2 separate regions of the Lactuca sativa genome follow, and region 2 is linked to region 1. Evidence: chromatin contacts called from public Hi-C data. All regions are on one chromosome and are shown on one strand. The core of a region is the stretch at or near the end of the contact, and the rest is flanking DNA. Distances in the headings are between cores, read along the strand shown. Region 1 holds the start of LOC111877011 (histone-lysine N-methyltransferase ATX2). Region 2 holds the start of LOC111877033.

Evidence for each region. Hi-C and Micro-C count contacts between places; a contact is called where the count stands out from the background.
Region 2: a contact with region 1 is called in a Hi-C map of leaf, with 4 times the contacts expected there. The contact joins the promoter of LOC111877033 here to the promoter of LOC111877011 in region 1. A contact is called at or near these places in 2 of 4 Hi-C or Micro-C datasets (leaf and seed).

Annotation. Positions count from the first base shown.
Region 1 is chr5:163,085,795-163,091,707 of Lsat_Salinas_v11, reverse strand. It overlaps LOC111877011 (histone-lysine N-methyltransferase ATX2), which reads right to left and starts at 3,357. Exons shown (of 25, transcript XM_023873563.3): 1 at 2,421-3,357; 2 at 2,280-2,331; 3 at 2,122-2,196; 4 at 1,800-2,019; 5 at 1,224-1,347; 6 at 1,038-1,142; 7 at 750-955; 8 at 573-665; 9 at 383-480; 10 at 90-248; 11 at 1-5. The coding sequence starts at 3,175.
Region 2 is chr5:163,763,437-163,769,349 of Lsat_Salinas_v11, reverse strand. It overlaps LOC111877033, which reads right to left and starts at 2,781. Exons shown (of 7, transcript XM_023873582.1): 1 at 1,908-2,781; 2 at 1,647-1,802; 3 at 1,488-1,532; 4 at 1,132-1,365; 5 at 606-988; 6 at 499-504; 7 at 374-379. The coding sequence starts at 2,781. The coding sequence ends at 374.

The DNA.
Region 1 (5,913 bases), core at 2,108-4,607:
GTCCCCTAAAAATAACACTGATTAAAAAAAAAATATATGATAGATATTTCGGTTTCCTAATACAGATAAATTCTAGGTGAGCTACTTACCTGTATAAGTTTCAACACATGAGGATCAGAAAAACCAAACATATCAGCACCCGACTTGAAGAAGCTCATAGATGCACCTTCATCATAACTATCTGAATGTATTTTTCTTATTTTTTCATAAATTTTATTCCAGCATGATGAAGGATCTGGACCATCAAACTGCATGACAATTGACAAAACAGATATCATTGCAATTACAAAGATTATAATGTTGTGAATTGTAATAAGAAAGAAAATCAAAGTAAAATAGAAAGAAATGCAAGTATGTTTATTGCATTTAGAATTAGCCCTACCTGATCTCCATCATCTGTTGTAACTCTAAACACAGGTTGGGTTTTTGTGCAAGTATCTCTCAGCACTTCCATCTTATATACAGAAAATACACTTGGATCTGAAATCAAGAAAAAAAAAAAAAGAGAGATTTTAAATGAAAGAATCATGTTAACAAAGTAAATATTATTAGTCTATTTAATAAAAGATAACCTGATAATGAAGGAAACTTCCTTGTAGCTGTATAACCTAAAGGCCAAATAGATTTCTCATCATCAAAACAATCCACATCTTTAACCATCTTACCTGTCAGTGGTTTGTAAAAAAATGAGTACAGATATAACTTAGAAGGGGTGTAAGGACATTTTCATTATGAACATGATTATTTACCAAGCTTTAATACTTCAAGATCCCCTACTATAAAAGGGCAACTTTTAGAACCCTTGAATTTTTTCTGTACTATTTCAGTACTACTCAAACACCTCTTCTTTGAGCCACCACTACCTTCATCCTCTTCACTTTCAGCTCCAATATCATTGCCAACACCATTTCTTAGCTGTAACATACCCTTTGGAAGTCTTTGTCTGCTAAGATACCTGAAAACTCAAAACACAACAAATATCAAATATCAAATATGTTTTCTTGAATTTCAGTCATAAATTAAAGAAAACAACTTACGTTTTTGCTTCTTCCAAGCTCCGAATGAAATCCAATTTCTTGCATTTCAGGTGGTAAGAAGATAGAAGCCCTTTAAGAAATGAGATCACTTGCTTTGTTTTAACCCTGGATATCAGAAAATATATAAGGATGTGACACACTTAGAACAAGAAATTACAAATATTTTGTATGTATAGAAGATGGAACCTAGCAAAATCATGGGTGCCAAAAAACTGCACAAGTGCTGATTTTTCTCCTGAAATCTTTTTTAAACCTCGACGAATGCTAACACATGACTCATCTAACACAATTGCTGGCCACACAGCATGACCTGTATTGTTATCAACAACAAACACCAGAAGCATAATTAAATAAAACATAGAGCTAAATGCAAGAAATAGCAATGTACTTTAATTCATTTGCTTATTATTTATAGCATCCCACTTTCATTTCTTCATATTACAGCATTAGACTTTGATAAATCTACTCAATTGTAGCAATGTCATCCACAAACAAAGCATTTTTCACCGCTATAAAACAAAAATATAATGCTATAATTGGATAGATTTTTCTTTTTCAAAGTACAATCCCTTGATAAGATGATAGTTAAAAGTGCAATGCTATGATAGAAAAAGGTGAAAGTAGGAGGGTAAATACACTAGTAGTACATGAAAGTACACTGATATGCTTTGCATTTAGCCCTATAACATACGTCAAGTATTTATACCATGTTAACTTTTCTCTCATATTATATTTATCATATTTAGAACTGAATGTGCATACCAGTAATTTTGGCCCATATGATATCCCCAGGCTCAATATCATGACAGTCATCCAGATTAGCAGCAAGTACAATCATCTCATTGACATCAAGATCATCTGTTTCTGAACAATGAAGATCGCAAGTCAACTCTAGACTTTTTATCTCATCTGGAGACACATTGAACTTAATTCTTTCTTTAGATAAGATCACCCACTCATCATCACCATCTTCGTATTCAACCTATTTTATCAAGAAAACCATATATAACTTTGTAAAGAACTGCTCCAAAGATTTTTGTGTATGCAATTGCAATTTGCAAAACAGGGATTAAAGAGACATTACATGATGACGATGGCTTTCTGAGTCATACTTTGCAATTCGGCCAAAATACCAATCAGCATCTAATGGCCAGTAAACCTTCAGTAATTCAATACCCAAAGGTGTAAGATGAGGGAACATTAAATTTATTATATGAAACAGGTATAAGAATCAAGGCTTGCCTTGCATTCTAATCCAAGAAATTTCTGGGGATCCACACCTTCAAATGTCAGCCTGTTTCAAAGATCAGAAGCTGGTATATAGCTTACCATTTTTGTAGTAATTTGAACAAAATAAATGGAATTTCTTTGAATAGAACATACCTCACCCATCTCTTGGTGCGACTTGCATTGGTGGTGGATTTATTTGTATCTTCAGTCTCAGTTGCTTCAGTTCCATCACCACTGTTTTTGTGGGAGACGTTTTTGTCGTCATTGTTTCTGTTATCATTGTTTTTGCTTCTTCTGCGGCCACTGCTAGCGCTAGCATCATCAGTTCTGTTAGGTTTTCGAGATGATTCTCTCAATCTTGGAGCATCAAGACAAACTGAATTAAGCCCTAGATTGATAAGCTCTTGACTCGTCTTCCTCTTCTTGTTACTAGAATTTTCCAAAACCCCAATAGACCTCACCTCCCGATCTTCGCCATCAAATTCAACATCCTCAACTTTCGGTACAACAGCAGAAACCGTATTTGGATTCGAACGAAAACTATCGTAAACAGAAGTGCCATGGAAACTATCACTCCTTTTGCGACGGCGACTGCGAGAGTAGAAATAAATGACAGGTGGTTTCGGTGGCGATGACTTTGGATCCACGGAGATGGCATCTTTATGAACCCCTAAAATGGAGTATTTCCTAGCTTTCACCTTCTTAGACATGACATTCGCGTAACTGCAAGGGGATGTAGCTGAGTACACGAGGTCAAGGGCAACGTACCTCGCCTCGCGATGGTGATGACGATGATCTTCTTCCGATTGAACCAGTACTTTCTGCTCCTCCGGCGGCGCTTCTTCGTCGGCGTCTTCTCTCTGCTTGTTATCGGCGGTTGGTGATAACAATTGAGAAGAAAATGCCATTCGATTTGGGAAATTTGGGGATTTTCAAAGATTAGTGTGACATTGTAACTAGGGTTTCAAAATTGAAGTAGCAGTGAGCTTTTTGGAGGGAGGAGAGAGCTCTATTTTCCCCGGAAGAACCAGTTTCCCGCCCCACAGACGACGAGCAAGGAAAAAAAAGAAAGAAGAAAGGAGTTGCTTATTTTATGAGACATATATATATTTTCACTTACACCCACTTGCATGTACTTTGCATCCAGGGGAAACCCTTTACTTTCATACTTGTTAAACTTATAGAAAACACTCAAAACTTGGATTTTTAACAAATACCTTATTGGATATATAAAATTGCATAGGGTCTTTCCATTGAAAAATGTCAAAGTATATAAAGTTGCTTTAGCAAAATCTTGTGAAATACCTAGTTTAAAGGTGTTATAACAATTTAAGAGACATAATAAAGCATAAGGGATTATATGAAAAAAGTATGAAATCATTATTAAATGCATGTTGTGAGACTTGTCTTGGTGGTGGAATGTTAAGTCTCCAATTGTAAAATATATCCTGAAGTCATAAAATAATTCAATAAAAATCATCAAAGTTTAAAGAAATATATCAAAGAAAGGCCACGACTTTCAATATGATGCAAGGGAGGGGAAAGACATCCTAAAGGAAGGGATAGTGACTTAAAATGGTAATATATTTTTTGATTTGTACATATTTAGTTACTGAGTTTTTTTTCCGTCCACATTTACCACTTCAACTTGTTAAACTGTACACATTCAGTCCATAGGACCTGTTACCCCAGGTTGGCTGGGAAAAATGACTTAATAGGGTAATATATTTCTTATTTTGTACACATTTAGTCCTTAATATTTTTATACACATTTAGTCCTTAATATTTTTTGTTTCAACATAAGTTATTCTTGTTTTTGTACTCATTCAGTACTTATGAATGATTTCTTTAGGTTTTTCTCACAACATCTTACATGGGACAATCATTGATGAAGTGTATGGGGCTGTTGATATTTATCTGTAATGTCTCATTTACACAACCAAAAATTTTCATTTTTAAATAAGACAAAAGTCTCTAATTATAAATCCATTATTAAGAAAAAAAACGTTTATTCCAAAATACATTTTTCGAAAATCAAAGTAATATAAGAAAGGCAGAATCATCAATATTGTTGATGAGTGTGTACAATTATGTCTTTGCATTCCCACGATCAACGATAGAACCTAAAAACATAAACAACTGGGTAAGCACAAAGTTTAGTGAATTTCCTCCAAAATACTCGATACAACAAACATATTATCATGCATAACGAGCCCACACTCATCATATTGGAATACCATGGCCCAATCAGTTATCGGACTGGAATGCCAACATGCAATAGGTCCAATCAATTATCAGACTGGAATACCCGGGGTTTGTCGGCATGCCGCCTTAACCCAACCGCTCTTCTCGAGCCTCCGCGACTACACCTTACAGTCGGCCCGCACCAGGTATCTTGGTCTACAACATATAGCAGGACCACCTCAACCTATCACACCACCATATGACTATCCCACATAAGATGTCGTGAGAAAAAACCTAAAGAAATGACTTATTTTGCAACAATATATATATATATATATATATATATATATATATATATATATATATATATATATATATATATATATATATATATTAATGACTAAATGTGTACAAAGTGACAAATATATTACAATATTAAGTCATTTTTACCGGCTAACCTGGAGTAGCTGGTCATAAGGACTAAATGTGTAGAGTTTAACAAGTTGAAAGGGTAAATGTGGACGAAAATAAAAGTCAGTGGCTAAATATATACAAATCAAAAAATACATTACCCTTTTAAGTCATTATCCCCGTAAAGAAAAGGCGTGTCTTAATACTTTGTCATGTATTTTTTCAAGACCCTACATTTGGTTATCAAAAGGATTTATTTTTATGAAACCATTTTTTCTTGTGGGTGGGTTGGAATATATATATATATATATATATATATATATATATATATATATATATATATATATATATATATATATATATATATATATGGGTTTCATGGCGTAAAGTGTAGGAAGGGAGTTTTAGGGTTGGCAGTTATCTACGTAAAATAAAGCTATGTGTTTAAGTAGGTTTGGCACTTTTTTGAATAACTCTTAACGCTTTTTGGTTTACATTGGTTAAGGTTATATATAGACCAATAATAGGGTGTGTATGGGACGGTTTGGTTCGGTTATTGGCCAAAACCGAACCATAACCATTATAATTGGTTAATATATTTCGATAACTATTGTACAGCGGTTAATATATGTTTTAGTTAATGGTTTTAGTCGGTTAATGGTTATGGTTAATGGTTAATATCGGTTAACCAAAATGGTCAAAGATGACATAAAAATAAAAATAATTTTCTATAAAAATTAAAAAAACGTAAAGTTCATCGTAATAAAAAGTGAATGATTGTGTATATATAATTGTATTGATAGAAGGTTACTTATCATATCTAACTCCAAACAATTACCTTTTAAAATTTCAATTTCTAATATAATTACTTACCATATATTTAATATTATATTTTATTAAAAATATTTATTAATATTATTGGTTCGGTTCGATTTATAATAGTTCGGTTTTAGATGAAAACCATAACCGGACCATATTCGGTTAATCAAAATTAGAAACCGAATCATATCTTTTAGTAATGGTTCGGTTAACATGGTTTGGTTATAGCGGT
Region 2 (5,913 bases), core at 1,532-4,031, 680 kb before region 1:
TATATATATATATATATATATATATATATATATATATATATATATATATATATATATATAAACACACACACACTAGCCGTTTACATGCGTCAAACGTCAGGTGCGAATAGTTTTTTCAGAAATTTGTTTATAGAGGCGGCAATTAGTTTTTTTGTGCAAATAGTTTACTACATTTAAACAATTATCAGTGAGAGTTATGTAGTGAGCGGTGGTGGTGTAGGGTTTTCAAAGAAAACAACAACGTATGGTGGTTACGGTTATAACGAAAAACGATGATTAAGGTGGCAAATAATGGTAGGTTTGGCCAGGGGCGGAGCCAGGATTTTCGGATAAGGGGGGCTTATATATATTTAAAAAAAATCAAATAACATAATCAAGTCTGTAAAATTGAAAGAGATACTAATAAAGAAAAAAATCGTCTAAATAGAAACTATATCGATCTTTGTAAGAACCAATCTTCAAAAGTTTTCCAATGATTATAAACACCGATTCTCATACATTAACCTAAAATTATAAAAAGAACGAGTTAGACATAAATACATATGATATTATGCTCAATTGAGAAGAATACAAATAATTTTTTTTTAAAGTATAAAAAGTAGTACCTTGCTCACTTTAAGTTGTGCCCGTCTTTGCTTCATAGAAGAAAAATCATCTATAATTTTATATGTGGAAAACGTGTCAGCAATCTCTCTCTCAATGTTAATAAGCAGACAACTTTTAAGAAAATCATCATTCATGGTAATCCGAAGTCGTGTTTTCACGATTTTCATTGCTGAGAATGCCCTTTTAGATGTCAAGGTAGAAACATGAAGCATCACTATAATGCGAATCAATCTGTCAAGCAAAAGATAATTACTTGACTTTCCTGTTTCATGTAGGCCCCTACACAACTCAGAAATTGTAGATGAATTTTTCAATTGTGGGTGATTGCGCACATCTAGCTCATAATGTCGTAACTCAAGTTTCAGCAAATTAATTTCATGCTCTGTAAAGTACAAAGGATAATAAGTTGTTGCCAATTTACATATATCTTCAACATTCAAGGATTTTTTGGATCTAGCGCAACACTAAGACGAAGAAGCTTCGTTACAGACTCATTAAATCTAGAGTTTAACTCTTGTAACTAACTGTCAATAGCAGCAATAAACAATTCAACTCGGTAGTGATGCTCTACAGTGATATCATCTTTATCACGCCGTGTTCGAATTACATATCTATAAGTTTCATTCATACCAGGAACCAAAATGTCATTCCTTTTACAAAAGCAAACCACTTGATGCAAAAGCGATTGCCAACCTTCATCTCTTAGTTTTTGAAGCAATATTTTTGTTGTGGAAACCAAGACCAATGCATTAACAATATCTATAGATTTTTTTGTAAAGATTGGCAAAGTTTGTCATTTATCCCCATTATTTCTTTCATCATATGTAAAACAATGACAAAATCAAATGACAATGCATGTTTAAGTGAAAATATTGCATCACCTTTTTGAGAAGATGTAGAACCTTTTGTAGCAATGTCAGTCAACACTACACAAGATGGACCAAAAAGTCTCATCAAACTACATATTGATTTGAAATGAGAACTCCACCTAGTATCTCCAGGCCATTGTAATGTTCACATTTGATTTGTTCCTTTTCCACTCTCAATCTCATCAACCTCAATTAAATGAGAAATTTCAACAATTTGAGCATCTTGTAATTGATCAGTATGCTTGGAAGAAGAACTTATGACATTAACTATAAAGTTTAAGGTTTTGAAGAAGTTATGTACCTCAGTCACATCTTTAGTCGCTGCAACTAGAGCCAATTGCAATTAATGAGCAAAACAATGTATGTAATAAGCATAAGGGCATTCCTTTAATAATAAATCTTGCAACCCATTCCATTCTCCATGCATGTTACTAGCTCCATTATATCCTTGACCCCGAATATCTTGGACACTAAGTTTATGAGCTCCATCATATCCTTGACTCCGAATATCTTGGACACTAAGTTTATGATAAGACAATGAACCCATTATTGCATTTTTCAAGGTCAATGAAGTTGTATCTTTGACATGAATCAAATCCAAAAATCTTTCTTTGACATGTCCTTCTCGGTCAACAAATCTCACAACAATAGCCATTTGTTCTTTCTTAGATTCATCTTGAGACTCGTCAACTATCAAACAAAATTGTGCCATCCCGATTTCATCACGAATGGCTTTTTGTACATTTGTAGCTAAAACACGTAATATTTCTTTTTGGATATCCGGTGATGCGTACTTTGCATTTTGAGGAGCATTTTCTAACACAACATCATCAATAGTCTTGTTATAAGAAGCAAGTAACTTTATAAGTTCAAGGAAATTCCCTTGATTTATTGAGTCAGGTCGCTCATCATGACCTCTTAAAGCACATGCTTGAAATGTGAGCCATTTAATAGCCTCAATAGAAACTTTAAGGCGTAATATATTATCCATAACTTGTTGAGTCGTTTGTTTCTCAATCACATTTTCTATGTGACACAACTGGTTTTTTAAATCTTCATAGCATCTAACAGAAAAATTATGTGCTGAGGCCGGAGTCTTACCTTCATGGACGATGAAAGCACAATCTTTGCCACAATTCACCTTTTTCCACCTATTAAATCCTGTCACGGTAAATGTATCTGACCCGACTCTTCTAATAGGTTTCTTATTAAAAAGAAAGTAAGGGAAACAAAATGCAACATCTTTTTTCTCAGAATATTCCAACCACCAAAATTTTTTAAACCAAGCTTGTTGAAAATTGCGCATAGAACCATTTGGACCGCTAGGACTAGAAGGATACTTTGATTTTTGAATTTGGTATGGTCCAAGTGTAATATACAATCGTCTAATCTTATCACGTTGGTGACTTGGATAGCTTAAGATCAAAGGGTGTTCTCCGGGATCACGAATCAAAGAATCTAAGTTTACCTCTCTTGAATTTGAAATATCATTTTTTTTTCAGGTTCAACATTAATCGGATCTTCCATATTACTATTCATTTCTGGTTTTGGGCATGTATTAGCATTTTCCCCAATATTATCACTAACAAGATGCGGTTGCAGATCATTAACATCTTCTATTCGTTTGAAAAAAAAATCAATGGTTCTTTTTTTGCTCATAGTTTACCCTATAATTATAAAAATTAAGAAACCAATTAACCAATCATAATACCATCATTAATTACAAATTATAATGTTCAAAATAAATATTAACCACAAATTACAAAAAGCTTAAATATATATTAACTAGTAAGAATTAAAAAGTTACTTTTTGGATGTCCGATGAACCTACAGGATGACTAATTGACTATAATTGAAGACTTGAAATACTCCCTTTCAAGTATTATAGTGTACAAAATAAATATTACCGCAAATTACAAAAACTTAAATATGTATTAACTAATGAGGATGATGATTAGAATTACCTTTTGGGAGTCTTGAATTTAATTGTGATGAATATAACTGAAGTAATCCACGATTTGCCGGCTGTCGATAAAGGTTTAATTGTAAATGTATACTGCGTACGCCTAAAGTATTCAACATAATATTAAATAAATGGGTTGTAATAAGGGGGGCAGTGGGCTTAAATTAATTTTTTGGGGGCTTAAAAAACTAAATATTATAATACTATATAAATAAAATAAAAGATGTTTGGGGGGGGGAGCATATCTGCTAGCCCCTGCATTACCTCCGCCCTTGGGGGTTTGACAGAGAAAACCTATTTTGAAAGATAAATACCTACATTTGGAATTGGGCTTTATTGATTGTCATCGCAAAATGTAATCGGATTGGAAATTGTTTTCGTTTTAGCTTGAATGGGAACATGTCATCTTCAGATGGACATAGACGAATCTTTGGCAAAATCCAGTACACTTGTAGCAGATGTTGGGGCGAGGAAGAGAGTGTGTGTAGCGATTGGTCACAGATCGAAATCCAAAATCTACTATAGACTTATATAACATGTATGTGTGTGTATGCGGAGCAATAGCGAATGTTGGGGTGAAGAAAAGTAATGGCGTTGGCTAGAGATTCTAGAATTTTTGTTCTTAAATAACCCGTCCTCTATCATTATATTTTAAAAATAAGATCATATTGTTATTATTATATTTATTAAGCTTATTTCAAAAAAAGTATTATATTATATGTTTTCTTTCTTTGTAAATTATAACATATCGCCACAAAATTTTAATGGAATCAAATAGTTTGTTGTAAATTGAACTTTAAAATTGTCAAAATAAAAAATATTTTTTTACAAAGTAATTAAATTATGTTAAATACATTAAATTTTGATGAAATAGTCAAACAAAATGCAAAAGAACAAAAGTATGTTATTAAAAAAACATATTCTAAAAGCTAAATTGTTTCAAAGAAAAAAATTATTTTCTTACTCTCTCGTTCAATCCACAATAAAAGTTAATTGGTTACAATAGAAGCTTAATATGTTATTTTAAAAAACATGAGTATATTCATAGGTGGGTGTACGTAAGTAAGTGAGTATATCCCGAGTGGAACCAACAATTCCACATACTGTTAGAATCAAACATTAAATACCAAATCTAAATGGTCTTTTAACAAATTATATAATTATAAACAAAATAATACAACAAATAATCAATATATTTTTTGAGTTTCATAAGCTATTTCAAGAAACCTAACACCAATCGGAACAAATTTGCAAAATAATAATAATAATAATAATAATAATAATAATAATAACTAGTGTCTCACAGAATTGTTACAATAGAAGTGGGTATATGTGATTTACAAAACATACCATCCAATTATCATCAATACCACAATACGTGCACATATAGTCATTTCAGTAGAAAAATAATAAGAGAAAAAAAATGAAGGGACTTACATTCATATTGAATCAGATTAAAACATATAGAACCTGTATAAACTCGAAAATATGTTTAAAAAGATTCAAGTTTATTCTAAAAACTCCCTAAATCAAATCAAACAACTCACAGTCTAAACCTAATGGGATGTATGTGTTCGTAGAAAACATAAAGAGGGAGATCTAAGTGGCGTGGGTCTTTGTTCTTGGCATCAAGCCTAGTGATATTAAGTCCAAAATCAAATATTTGAATTTACATTGAATGCAATTAGGTATGCCATGTAGTCTTTGATGTTGTTTCTATTGGAGTTGTTGAGGGGTAGACTAAGAATATTTACAACTTCATTTTCTATTCTATTTCTTTATATAATTTGCAAATACAAAAGTTGCTTCTCCATTTGTTATTGAATGAGCCCCTGAAGTAAAAATAGAAAATAAAAATTATCAAAGTTACCAGAATAATTGTGATTAGTGTAGATAGAAATGGATGATGATGGTCATGTAATATAAAGAAACCAAAGGACTCAAAGAAAAACAACACCAATAACAAATAATAATGTGATGAAATAAAAGTACAAATGAAACTATTAATAGATTTATAGAGATGATGCAAGTAGTATTTAAACAGATTAGAATTCTCACAATGGTTAGCGAATTCTCAATCATAGAAATCATGAACCTAGAAATAACCCATAGGCTACAACAACATGAAGAAATCATAAAATAGAAATGGTGAACTAATTCTCAAACATGGAAATTGTTAAACAAAATCTTAGTTTTAAAACATATACAAAACGATATTAAATTATAAATACACCACATAATCATTTCGTTATTAGCTTACTCTACATCAAGGTCCAAAATAGAAGAAACATATCATCACCTTTACTCAAAGCTAAGTGAATGCCCTAAAAAAGACCAACCTTATCTCAATAAATACATATCATACTACATTCCCCTGCATCCATAATAAGGTTTTGATAATCAACATCATTATAGACATAAAGACCATGTTATTATTAAATATTTCAAACAAACCTTTCTGGTTCTCATGGAAAC